2 separate regions of the Triticum aestivum genome follow, and region 2 is linked to region 1. Evidence: chromatin contacts called from public Hi-C data. All regions are on one chromosome and are shown on one strand. Each heading gives the region's core, a stretch centred on a gene start, on an enhancer-like site or on the middle of the called end of the contact. The rest is flanking DNA. Distances are from core to core; before and after follow the strand shown.

Region 1 (5,414 bases), core at 1,843-4,342:
GGGATCGGTGGCCTTCATCGGCAGTGGGAGATGGGTGTGCTCAGGAAACTTTAGGCGGGAGAGGGATTGTTGCTTCCAGCCACCTATTGGGGTGGTATTGGGGAGGGGGTCAATTTTCCCTAAAAAAAATTGAGACAACAATTTTCCTAAATAAGTTGAGATGTTTTGATGGGTCTCCCGAATAATTTTTGCGGATTGGGCCTCTGTTGGAGCAGGTTTTTTGGCCCAACTCCCCGATATCAATTTTTTATTCGTTATAAGGGGATTTTGTACTGCTTTCTTCTTCTATAAGTTCTCCTTTATGGTTCAGAAAAAAAAAATCATGCTAAACTTTCAGTTGACATCGTGACAGACAACGCATCACTTGTATCGTTTCCTGAAGCTCAGGCGAGCAAACCTGAACGAGCAAAGCCGCGTAGAATGCATAAAGACTTATGCAGCTCCGGTTAACGAAGTGCATACAAGCTGAACGGCCACCACAACACTAGGTTCCCGCAACAAAAGGTCATGTCTTTCTTTTTCCTTTTTCAAATCCAGAGTCACGTCTTAGGCGTCTCGATCTAACTAGTTGAGAGGGCGCGCGCGCACGCAGACTACCTCCTCTCCTATACAGCCCTCAGACGAAGCCTCCACCAAGTCTCTACAATGGCTTTCCACCCTAACTCAAGTTCGTCGTTGTACTGGTGAGTTTAGACTGGACAGCAAAAGCCTGAAACATAGGCCAACGGTTACCCCTGAATGGAAATTGATAACGCAATCATTCTGTTTCAGAAAGAACAGACGGAGAGTCAAAGTGAAAATACCTGATGGTTGCTGCATCATATGCACTTCATTCTGCTGTAGCTGTACTGACACCCACAACCTGATCCATGGCAAAAAGAGGATTGGTCAAACAGATCGGATCAATCTTCAATTTAGTTTTCGCTGGCCATGGTATGACTCTACAATGCGACACTGGATTCAGGAGGGTATTTGCCCGCCACTGATAATCTCTACAAGCGACAGGTTATCATGATGGAAATCAATTATGCCCAGAAATTGCCACTACCTGTGCTACTAGTACTCCATCCATCCCAAATTACTTGTCGCAGAAATGAATGTATCTAGACGTATTTTTAGTTCTAGATACATTCATTTCTACCCATTTCTACAAGTAATTTGGGACGAAGGGAGTATCTATTTTGAAATAATTGCTAATACAATTTTGAGAAACGAATAAATACTAGTCATGAACTAGTAGCAACAGCAGTAGCAAGCAACTCTAATGCATACAAATGATTCATTAAATTCATGCACAAAATACTTCTGTAACAATAATCAATAAAATCCGGAGTACGTGATAAGATGGGGCTGGCTCTTTGTCATGGCAATAATCTTTGTCATTAGCAATCGCACTATGTAAAATCCTGAAGCTGGAAAAGAAAAGAGTTCATAATCTAGACTTGTTTATGGTACAACTAGGAACCAGCTAGAATCATACTCAAACACGACCATTTCAGAGGCTGTTTTTTTCAGTATATCGTATAGCACCTAGTTCCTTACCAAGGCTGCGTGCATCAACCGATGCAGAGGCTGGAGCTATCTCCTTTTCAAAATAAAAATAAAAATGTAGTTCCTTACCAAACATTTTATAGCTGTTAATGCTGCACGTTATGGAGAAGGCATTAAAAGCATAAACATCATTTTGAGAGGCATTAAAAGCATAAACATCATTTCTACAGGTTAAAGTGATAGATTAGTTTCACAAATTAGTGTTTGTATATACTCTCTCAGGCAACCAAGCAAAAGTTCTGCTATTTCTAATTTACTGTACATACAGGTTGATGCCTTATTTTTTCGAGATTGTGGTTGATGCTTTTACATACCTGTGAAATGTATTCTTTAAGCTTCGAGCTGATGGATTCATCCAATGCCCTCTCTGCAAGCTCATAAACCATGGAATGGCCTTCTGGACCAGCAATCTTCTCCTTCAGCAAGTACCTGGGCAAAGATACCAAGTGAAAAAAACAAAAGTTGCCAATGAAATACACACTCTGCAGCACACCCTGAAAGTACCAGCAACCTTTGTTGCACTAGTAGTTCAAGCGCCTGCTTATTGTTGCCGAGAACAGGGTGGTTCTCATCAGTTTCATTTAAGCCCAAACGTTTCAGCTGACGCCAAAGGTCCTCTGAAACATGTTTGTCAAAAATCAGTAATATCAAACGATAAAACCTCCTGACTACTGTCGGAAAAAGAACCAGCAATCTCTACCTTCAGAGATCTTGCCACCAGCGACATGAACAATGCTTATGACAACAAAAGCAAACCCAGACACATGGGCACGCTCCTTATCCTCAACATACTTGCTGTACACCTCAGGGTCCAGCTTACTTACCAGGACGTAGCTCTTTGCATCCTGATTACCTAAACACAGCTCGATTCATCGCTGGTCATTCTTAAGTTCAACCAATTTCTACCTTACTACATCATCAGCAAAGATGCAGGCTGCTGTGTGGGCGACGACATTGCAAGATCTAAAGAAGAAGAAAAGCGAGCTTACTGGGCTGCTGGGAGGAGGGGCGTCCGGAGCGGGTGGACGTGGCGCGGGTCCTCTGGAGCTCCCTCATCTCATAGCCGAAGGTCGCCGCAAGCCTGTCCCCAGCTTCCTTGATGACGAGCGCAGGGAGCGCTCGCTGGCGGTAGTAATTGGTGATGATTTGGGTGAGCTCCTCCCGCTTGATGGGGCAGCCGGAGTTCTGGTGCGTCTTGAAGAGCGCGTAGCGCATCACCTCGGCCACAAGCTTGTCCTTCTCCTGCAGGGCCCGATTTGGGCGGATCAAAACGTCGAACACCTTGCGTGCGGCGGGTCGAACTGGGAAACGGGGAGGAGCAGGGTGTGGCGTACCTCCGTGGAGATGTCAATCTGGGCGAATTCTTCGCTGGTCGCCATGCGATTCAAGAACTGTATGACGGCACGAGGAGGGGAGTGGGAGGGATTGCCGCGATTTGGGGCGGAGCAGAAGTACCCTAGGTTCGCATTAAGCGGTTTGTTTTCGTGGTAGAGTGGCGCGAGGGAGACGGCGGGAAACTGAACCGAGCGGATGGAGGGAGGCGGAGACGCGCCCGCGCCTTAAAGCGTCTTCAGCACTTCCCTCGGAAAATCTTTTTTTTCGAGGAACCGGCTGCCTTTTCATTTGAGACAAAAAGAGAGAATATGTACAGAGTTGTTAGGTTTTTCAAGGGAACCTGACAAAACCCGCACAAACAGGAAGTGCCCTACAAATCAGCCAATACCGGTCGCCACATGGACCATGCCGAAAGCCATGGCCCTCTGTCTTATGTTGTCGAACGCGGGGGTCGCCACCTCCACATGGGTTAGGCGGGTTCCGTTGAAAATGCGATGGTTGCGCTCCTTCCAGATATTCCAGATAGTGTAGAGGAAGCGACCACTGCGGCGGCAACTATCCTCCTTGGAAATTGGAGCGATGAGCGAATCCCACCAGTCTGAGATCCCCATGCAAGGCGGTAGCGACATCGAGTTCAGTGGCGCCTCCCCAGTCCGCCCCTGTACATGCGACCAAACCGCTACCGCAAACGGACAGTCCTTGCGCAGGTGATTTGCTGTTTCTGGTGCCCGCACGCAGAGAGGGCAGATAGGGTCGTGCGGCCAGCCACGAATGGCCAGCATGTCCGCCGTGAGGGTCTTCCCGTGGAGCACCAGCCAGGAGAAGAGCTTACATTCTGGCTCTACATGAGCCTCCCAAATCTTGGACGGCGAAAACCTGGGGAAGGATCCGTAGAACTGGGCCGCATAAGCTGAAGCAGAGGAGTAGCTGCCATTAGGGGTCCAACGCCAAGAGATGGAGTCCTCCAGGTCTGGGGACAGCTTAGTCTGCGAGGTCAGAGATGCAAGCGTAATGAACTCCTGCAGCTGTGCGGGTGTCTCCAAACGGGCGACCGATCTAATCCAGTTCTCGTCCTGAAGCTCCCTCATCACAGATCTCTGCTTTCCAGTGGCGATTTTGAAGAGCCCGGGGCCCAGCAATCGTAAAGGACCCTTTCCCATCTAGTCGTCATGCCAGAACAAAGATTTCCAGCCGTTACCCAGCACGATGGTGGTGGAAGCCCTGAACAATGCCATGCCCTAAACAAAGATTTCCAGACTAGGAGCTCTACCAAACCTTTCGAGGTCCGTGATTCCGAGCCCACCCAGGGCTTTAGGCCTGCACACCGTCTTCCAGTTCACCAAGGAGTGGCCCCCAGTCGCATTTTCAAAATTGTCGCTGCACCAGATGAAGTTTCATGAAATCTTGCTAAGCTTGTGATTTGCCCAAGCCGGAAGGGGAGCACAGTGAGATGGTGGGTGGCAATGGCGTACAAGACAGACTTTGCCAAGGAGACCCTTCCTGGCCACGCGAGGTTCTTGCCCTTCCACCCCGGTAATCTGCCCATTGCCTTGTCGATGAGAGGTTGAAGGTCTGTGACGCCCCCGATTCAATCGTACACTAATCATGCATGCAAATGTGTACGATCAAGATCAGGGACTCACGGGAAGATATCACAACACAACTCTACAAATAAAATAAGTCATACAAGCATCATAATACAAGCCAAGGGCCTCGAGGGCTCGAATACAAGTGCTCGATCATAGACGAGTCAGCGGAAGCAACAAGATCTGAGTACAGACATAAGTTAAACAAGTTTGCCTTAAGAAGGCCAGCACAAACTGGGATACAGATCGAAAGAGGCGCAGGCCTCCTGCCTGGGATCCTCCTAGCTACTCTTGGTCGTCGTCAGCGGGCTGCACGTAGTAGTAGGCACCTCCAGTGTAGTAGTAGTCGTCGACGGTGGCGTCTGGCTCCAGGGCTCCAGCATCTGGTTGCGACAACCAGAAAGAAAGGAAAGGGGGGAAAAGGGGGGAGAAAGCAACCGTGAGTACTCATCCAAAGTACTCGCAAGCAAGGAACTATACTACATATGCATGGGTATATGTGTAAGAAGGCCATATCAGTGGACTGAACTGCAGAATGCCAGAATAAGACGGGGATAGCTAGTCCTATCGAAGACTACGCTTCTGGCAACCTCCGTCTTGCAGCATGTAGAAGAGAGTAGACTGAAGTCCTCCAAGTAGCATCTCCAAGTAGCATCTCCAAATAGCATCTCCAAGTAGCATCTCCAGATAGCATCTCCAAGTAGCAACGCGTAGCATAATCCTACCCGGCGATCCTCTCCTCGTCGCCCTGTAGAAAAGCGATCACCGGGTTGTCTGTGGAACTTGGAAGGGTGTGTTTTATTAAGTATCCGGTTCTAGTTGTCATAAGGTCAAGGTACAACTCCAAGTCGTCTTGTTACCGAAGATCACGGCTATTCGAATAGATTAACTTCCCTACAGGGGTGCACCACATAGCCCAACACGCTCGATCCCATTTGGCCG
Region 2 (5,414 bases), core at 2,127-4,626, 580 kb after region 1:
CATAACTCTCATGTTACACCAAATCCTCAGGGACTTTCACCCGCGCGTACTCACAACCACACTAGCCCATTAACCATTTTGTCATTAATCATCTAAAATCCCCAAGGGGGCACTATATGGACTTACAAACACGAAGGGATTCCTTTGTCACGTGCTTTGATTAGGTATAGTAGTGTATGGAAGTAATTGTTTTATTTCCTAGTATTGTTTTGGTTGTACTACTTAAGGTATTTTCCTTTAAGAGATATTGGCCTTTCAAATTTTCTTATGATAGATTATTGTCTTTCTGTTAAGATCTTTGTTTTGATCTTTTAGTTGATAATATGATGAGTGGTCAAACTACTGGAATATCAAAATTGTTTGAACATTTCAAAATAGTAGGTTGTATATAGAAAACCGGATATGATGTGTAGCATGCATAGTTGTCTTCTTTATTTTATCTATTAGCATTAACATTCCCATGCATTGTAACGGGAGAAACAAACTCTGGCACATTCCTTAGTGAGCTTGCCACTTTTCCTCTTTGTACCATCTTAGATGGTGGTTACTTGTCCACCTGTTATGACAAACGTGATAAGTCTCAAGGTGTCGAGTTTGGTCATCACATTCTAGCATACACTAATTATTAGTATAATATAAACATGGCTAAGCAAAATTTATAACATGATATTCAAAAGAAACAAAGATCGGTCTCAAGGCGGTGAGTTTGTTAGTTGCCAAGCTCCAGCATGTGCATGTTATGTTGCTAACCAATTGAGCGTTAATATGTCCATGCACGCCACACACTGCACCCTCAAATCACGATTCAGACATACGTACATGTAGGATGATTACCACGCCCATTTATTCCTTATTTTATTTCAATTATCTTCCGAGCCTATTTATTTAATCGGAGTCCTTTCTCTCCCATCGTCAGAATTCCTTTCTTCCTGTGCTCAGTAACAACAGAATTTATCTCTTTTCTTCATGCTGGTTCATAATAGTCTCATTTATTCCTTCTTTTAGTTTAATTTCCTTTCCTTACCCGTGCCCATAACAGCGAAATTTATTCCTTTCTTTCATGTGTTAAAGATACGACGTTTACTTTTCTTAATTTCTTTCCTTTCTAGCCCACAATCTCATTTAATTAATGAGATATTTTATTCCTCCAATTTAATTATCCGCATCTTTGTTTATTGATTCTCGGGGAGGCTCCTTATTTTTGCAGGCAACTCACAAACGCATTTAAATTAGCAAGAATTTATGTAAAGAGATAATATGGGATTATCTAATTAGCAAACGAACCATGTCATCTTGCTTAGTTGTACGCTACTTCGATTGGCCTTGTCCTTTGTACTTACTAGCAAATGTGTCTGTGTGTTACAACGGAAGAAAAATAAATATCACACGTCGGGGATATGAGGTTCCAGTCGACACCCACCACGTCGTACTGGTAGACTTGCTCATTGTCGTTAGTGCACGTGCTAGGCATCTGGACTGCAAAACTTGTCGCCAGTGACATGCGATCACTAATTCTTGTCTATGTATTACAACCTTTTTTCATCATGGTAGCCACATGTATATTTATTTCTGACAAAGCCTACCTCAGAGTCCACCGCCATCTGCATGCCCGAGACCCATACATCCTCTCTTTTAATGATTTTCTAGGTGGCTTGTTGATACAACAGCTCGCAAACGTATATAAACTGGTGTCATTCTGTTTTATGAGGCGAGGTGGAACTAGTAAAACGATTTGTTGAAGGGGAGCGAACCCTTATTTTCAGCTTTTTTTCTCAGCAAATCGTGTTCCTCCGCCGATCCTCCCTCCGCAATGATTGATATGATGACTACTTATAATATGAATCGTATTATTCACTCCCTAATTAATCAACTCAATCCCATTCACCATCGGCTAGGAACGTAGCCATCAAGCTTTTCTGCATTTGCTACCGCAAGTGGGAATTTAAGTATGTACTAGTAGAACGTCCGTGCGTTGCTACAGACTATAATCCATATAAATGAATCAACTAAATAATTAGGGTCGTTTTCAAGGTCAAATCTCATTTCTTCCTCATACATTTAAACAAGTTTGGACATCAAATGACGCCTAGCGGGCAGCACAAAATGGAACTATATGGACAGACCGGGCTCTTAGAAAGCCGGCCTATATTTGGGAGAGAAATTTAGTTGTTCGAACTATCCGTCATGTTATCTCTAACACACAGTTTCATAAAAAAAACTCCCAACGATGCACCCTTCTCTCTTCCTGTCGAACCCTCCATTTCCGGAGTCCGCTTCTTAAAAATTGGATGACACCGACCTAACATTTGCCATGGCGCCCCCTCTCCTTCACACCATACTTCCCGACGGATCACTAAAGAGGAATCCCCCGCCAACTACCCCGCTCTCCGCACTGATCCCCTCCCCCGTATTCATTTCGATCTGTCGCCGCCATCAAGGGCGACGAGGTGTGCACCCTGACGCCCCCGAGCCAAGAAGGCAGATCCGGCGTCTCATGAGCCATTGTCACGTAGTAACATACAATTTAATGTCGAGCATTACCACGAAACAAAAATATCATATCCAGTGTTGGGCATGTGACTAATACACCACCATGCTCGTTATTAACTCTTGACACAATCAACCAACACATTTACCCTTGTATCCTAATCAAAAAATTATACAACTTTATGTAAAAAATATGAACTGCTCGCTCATGCAATTTACCTCACGTGCGTTTGCTCATATGGTCAGAAATGACATATAGCATCACCAACTAGGTCTTTAATGTATTGGTAATAAATGAAAATAATAGCTAAGGTACTGATGATATAGCATTTCTAGCTGACTCGGCACGATCCAAGGTCCACAAAAAATTTAGTGCGGAAAATCACAAATAGAAAAAAGACCAAATTATACATATACATCTTTTTCATGGAGAATGTGCTTATCACATATTACTCCCTCTGTTTTAAAATAGATGACTCAACTTTAGTACAAAGTTAGTACAGAGTTGAGTCATCTATTTTGAAACGGAAGGAGTACATGGTAGCCCACCATCTATCAGCCACAATGATTGAGTACTCTCTACTAACCCACCTACCCTTGAGTAGTCCGGCTTGCTGCCATGTCCTCCCTTCGGTCACAATTTTCTTAATGATCGTAAGCACAAAAAGTGTTGCTCCACCAAAGACAATAGCATTGCGGTGTTTACAAAGTTCCCAAGTGACGAGCGAGAGAATGGTCCTCGTTTCATTTCGCAAAAAAGAAAAGAATGGCCCTCGTTTCATTTCCCAAGTTATCGTCAACAGTGAGACTTGGTCCAGATTCCCAATAGCCGACCACACCATATGCCACACCGATCGATGATCATGTGAAGGTGCATTCAATGAGAAGATGGTTAATGGTCTCATCGGTTTCGTAGAAGGGGCATGTGTCGTGGTGGGCAAGCCTCTCTTGGTGAGTCAAACAGACGTCCAACAACGGTTTCACATGGCTAACCAAGTGAAGAACCGACATTGAAGGGCGACCTTCGAGTTCCATGTGACGTCCGCGTACGGTACCACATCGCTTCCTCCGAATTTTGAGGCATATGCAGGGCGAACGGAGAACATGCCACTACTCTTCCACGCCCATCTTATGGGGGGGCCTCTGCTCCTCCCGTGAGCTGAACATCAGCAATCCGTGGCCATAGCATCCAAAACTGTTGCAGGCATGGCAAATCAATGACTGGTTCCAAGTCCAGCGCCCAAGTATTGCCTTGCAAGGTCCCCTTAACGGTCCTCGTGGCTCGAATGCGTGGGCGGCCGCCATCATAGACAAGTATACTTCTGAATCATAAAGGTGTCTGGCAATTTTAGTAATCAAGAGATTTACTGCTTCTCGAGTAAAAAGTGTACATTTTCTTTCTTATGATACACAAGTTAAAGTGTTTAGCCGAATACTGAGCTAAATATGCACAAAAAATATGGACCACCATCAAGGAATATTTTTTGTGGGCGATGAGCTTGCTAGGACCTGCACAAAAAATATGGCTTTGACCAGCATCAGTATAATCATTGGTCATCCCCCAGCCTACTTTGAGCTTGCTCAAACCTGCATGGTCGTTTGATTAAAAAAGACTATCTGTTTACTAACCCCTATGTGAACTCTAGATATAAACGAACTAAGTGTATGGAGCAATTAATGGCAGAGAAATTAGCATTGTTACAGTAGAGCAAGTGATGGAAGGTAAGGATGAATATTCTCCGGTGATGGAAGGCAAGGATGAACATTCTCCAGTGCAGACACAAGTGAAACAGAAACAAAAGGAAAATATTTTTTTGTCATTGTTAAATATGGACTGAAAAGGCACATTTGCATTGGTATTCTGATTCTTGCACAAAGGTATAGCAATCTAGAAGAAGAAATAGAATTTTGCCTGCTGCTCGGGCTGTCACATGCAAGTAGTAAGAACAGGGTGTATAACAAAACAATTGGTGGGAAACACGAACAAACCCTGATTTTTCATGACCCCGTATCCCTTAGCACAACAGCGGCAATGTCATATCTCTTATAACCTTTGACCGAATAAGCTCTTGACAAACACAAGCTGAATATAAAGACCAAATGACTGGACAGGAAAATAGAGCATACACATATGAAACAATGGTGCAAGAGCCAAAGTTGAAAGGTTGCAGCTGCTGCCCAGTGGAGCAGACATACCAATTCACTGGATAAATTTTGTTAAAGAAACATGGTGAACCTTTAAAACAAACTGAATTTAAAGGATATCAGTTACAAAAATAAAGTAAAAGGCTATAAATTGTGAAAGACCATTGGCAAGTCATTCAACGGAAGGAAGTTAGCAACGGAAATATTGTCCAAGCAGCCACAAAATATAGTTGGAAATAAGAAATAAAGATTTGTAATTTTGGTTTTCACGCGGAGGTAGTGAGAACTGAGAAGCATACCTAACTGTTTTTTTCTCAAAGCACAGATGCACCAACAAGTTCAAGGATTTGAATGTTAGCATTGTTCCAGAATCCAGACTAATTGGCATCATCCCCTTATTGACCATCCAAGGAACCCTCTTACTGGCTTTAGGAGTCAAATTAGCTCCATGCCGCCTGATATGAGTTATTCAACCAGACCCAAATAAAAACTTGAGTGTATGCAAGACACAATTAGCTTTACCTCAAATTAAAAAAAAATCAAACATTACAGTTTCCTTGCAAACTACAATTTTAACAAAAAAAAATCTAGTGACAACAGAAACTGAATTACAAGTTTATTAATGGGAGAACATTTTGCCAGGTGACAAAAATGAGAGAAATGCAGTACCTTCGGATTCTTAGCAACAACATTATCTCGAGCACCAATCATACTTTAGTTTTATGAGTTAAACTGGTAACTAAATAACAGAAAATGGGTAGGCGGCCGATTAATAGACTTGT

Evidence for each region. Hi-C and Micro-C count contacts between places; a contact is called where the count stands out from the background.
Region 2: a Hi-C map of leaf shows a contact between it and region 1, with 5 times the contacts expected there. The contact joins the enhancer-like site here to the promoter of LOC123044966 in region 1. A contact is called at or near these places in 2 of 5 Hi-C or Micro-C datasets (both in leaf).

Annotation. Positions count from the first base shown.
Region 1 is chr2B:371,566,602-371,572,015 of IWGSC CS RefSeq v2.1, forward strand. LOC123044966 (non-structural maintenance of chromosomes element 3 homolog) reads right to left here and starts at 3,093. Exons shown (of 7, transcript XM_044467864.1): 1 at 2,886-3,093; 2 at 2,541-2,793; 3 at 2,252-2,404; 4 at 2,063-2,168; 5 at 1,866-1,980; 6 at 804-862; 7 at 338-709. The coding sequence starts at 2,930. The coding sequence ends at 830.
Region 2 is chr2B:372,151,210-372,156,623 of IWGSC CS RefSeq v2.1, forward strand. It overlaps LOC123044968 (a long non-coding RNA gene), which reads right to left. Exons shown (of 5, transcript XR_006420843.1): 4 at 4,932-5,414; 5 at 2,694-3,806. Among protein-coding and RNA genes, the nearest start is that of LOC123044968, 6.4 kb to the right of the region's middle. Within about 2 kb of position 3,377, at least 6 of the 8 cell types and tissues checked have an H3K27ac peak or open chromatin away from gene starts, as enhancers often do. A contact at or near this core is called in leaf, where this site is marked.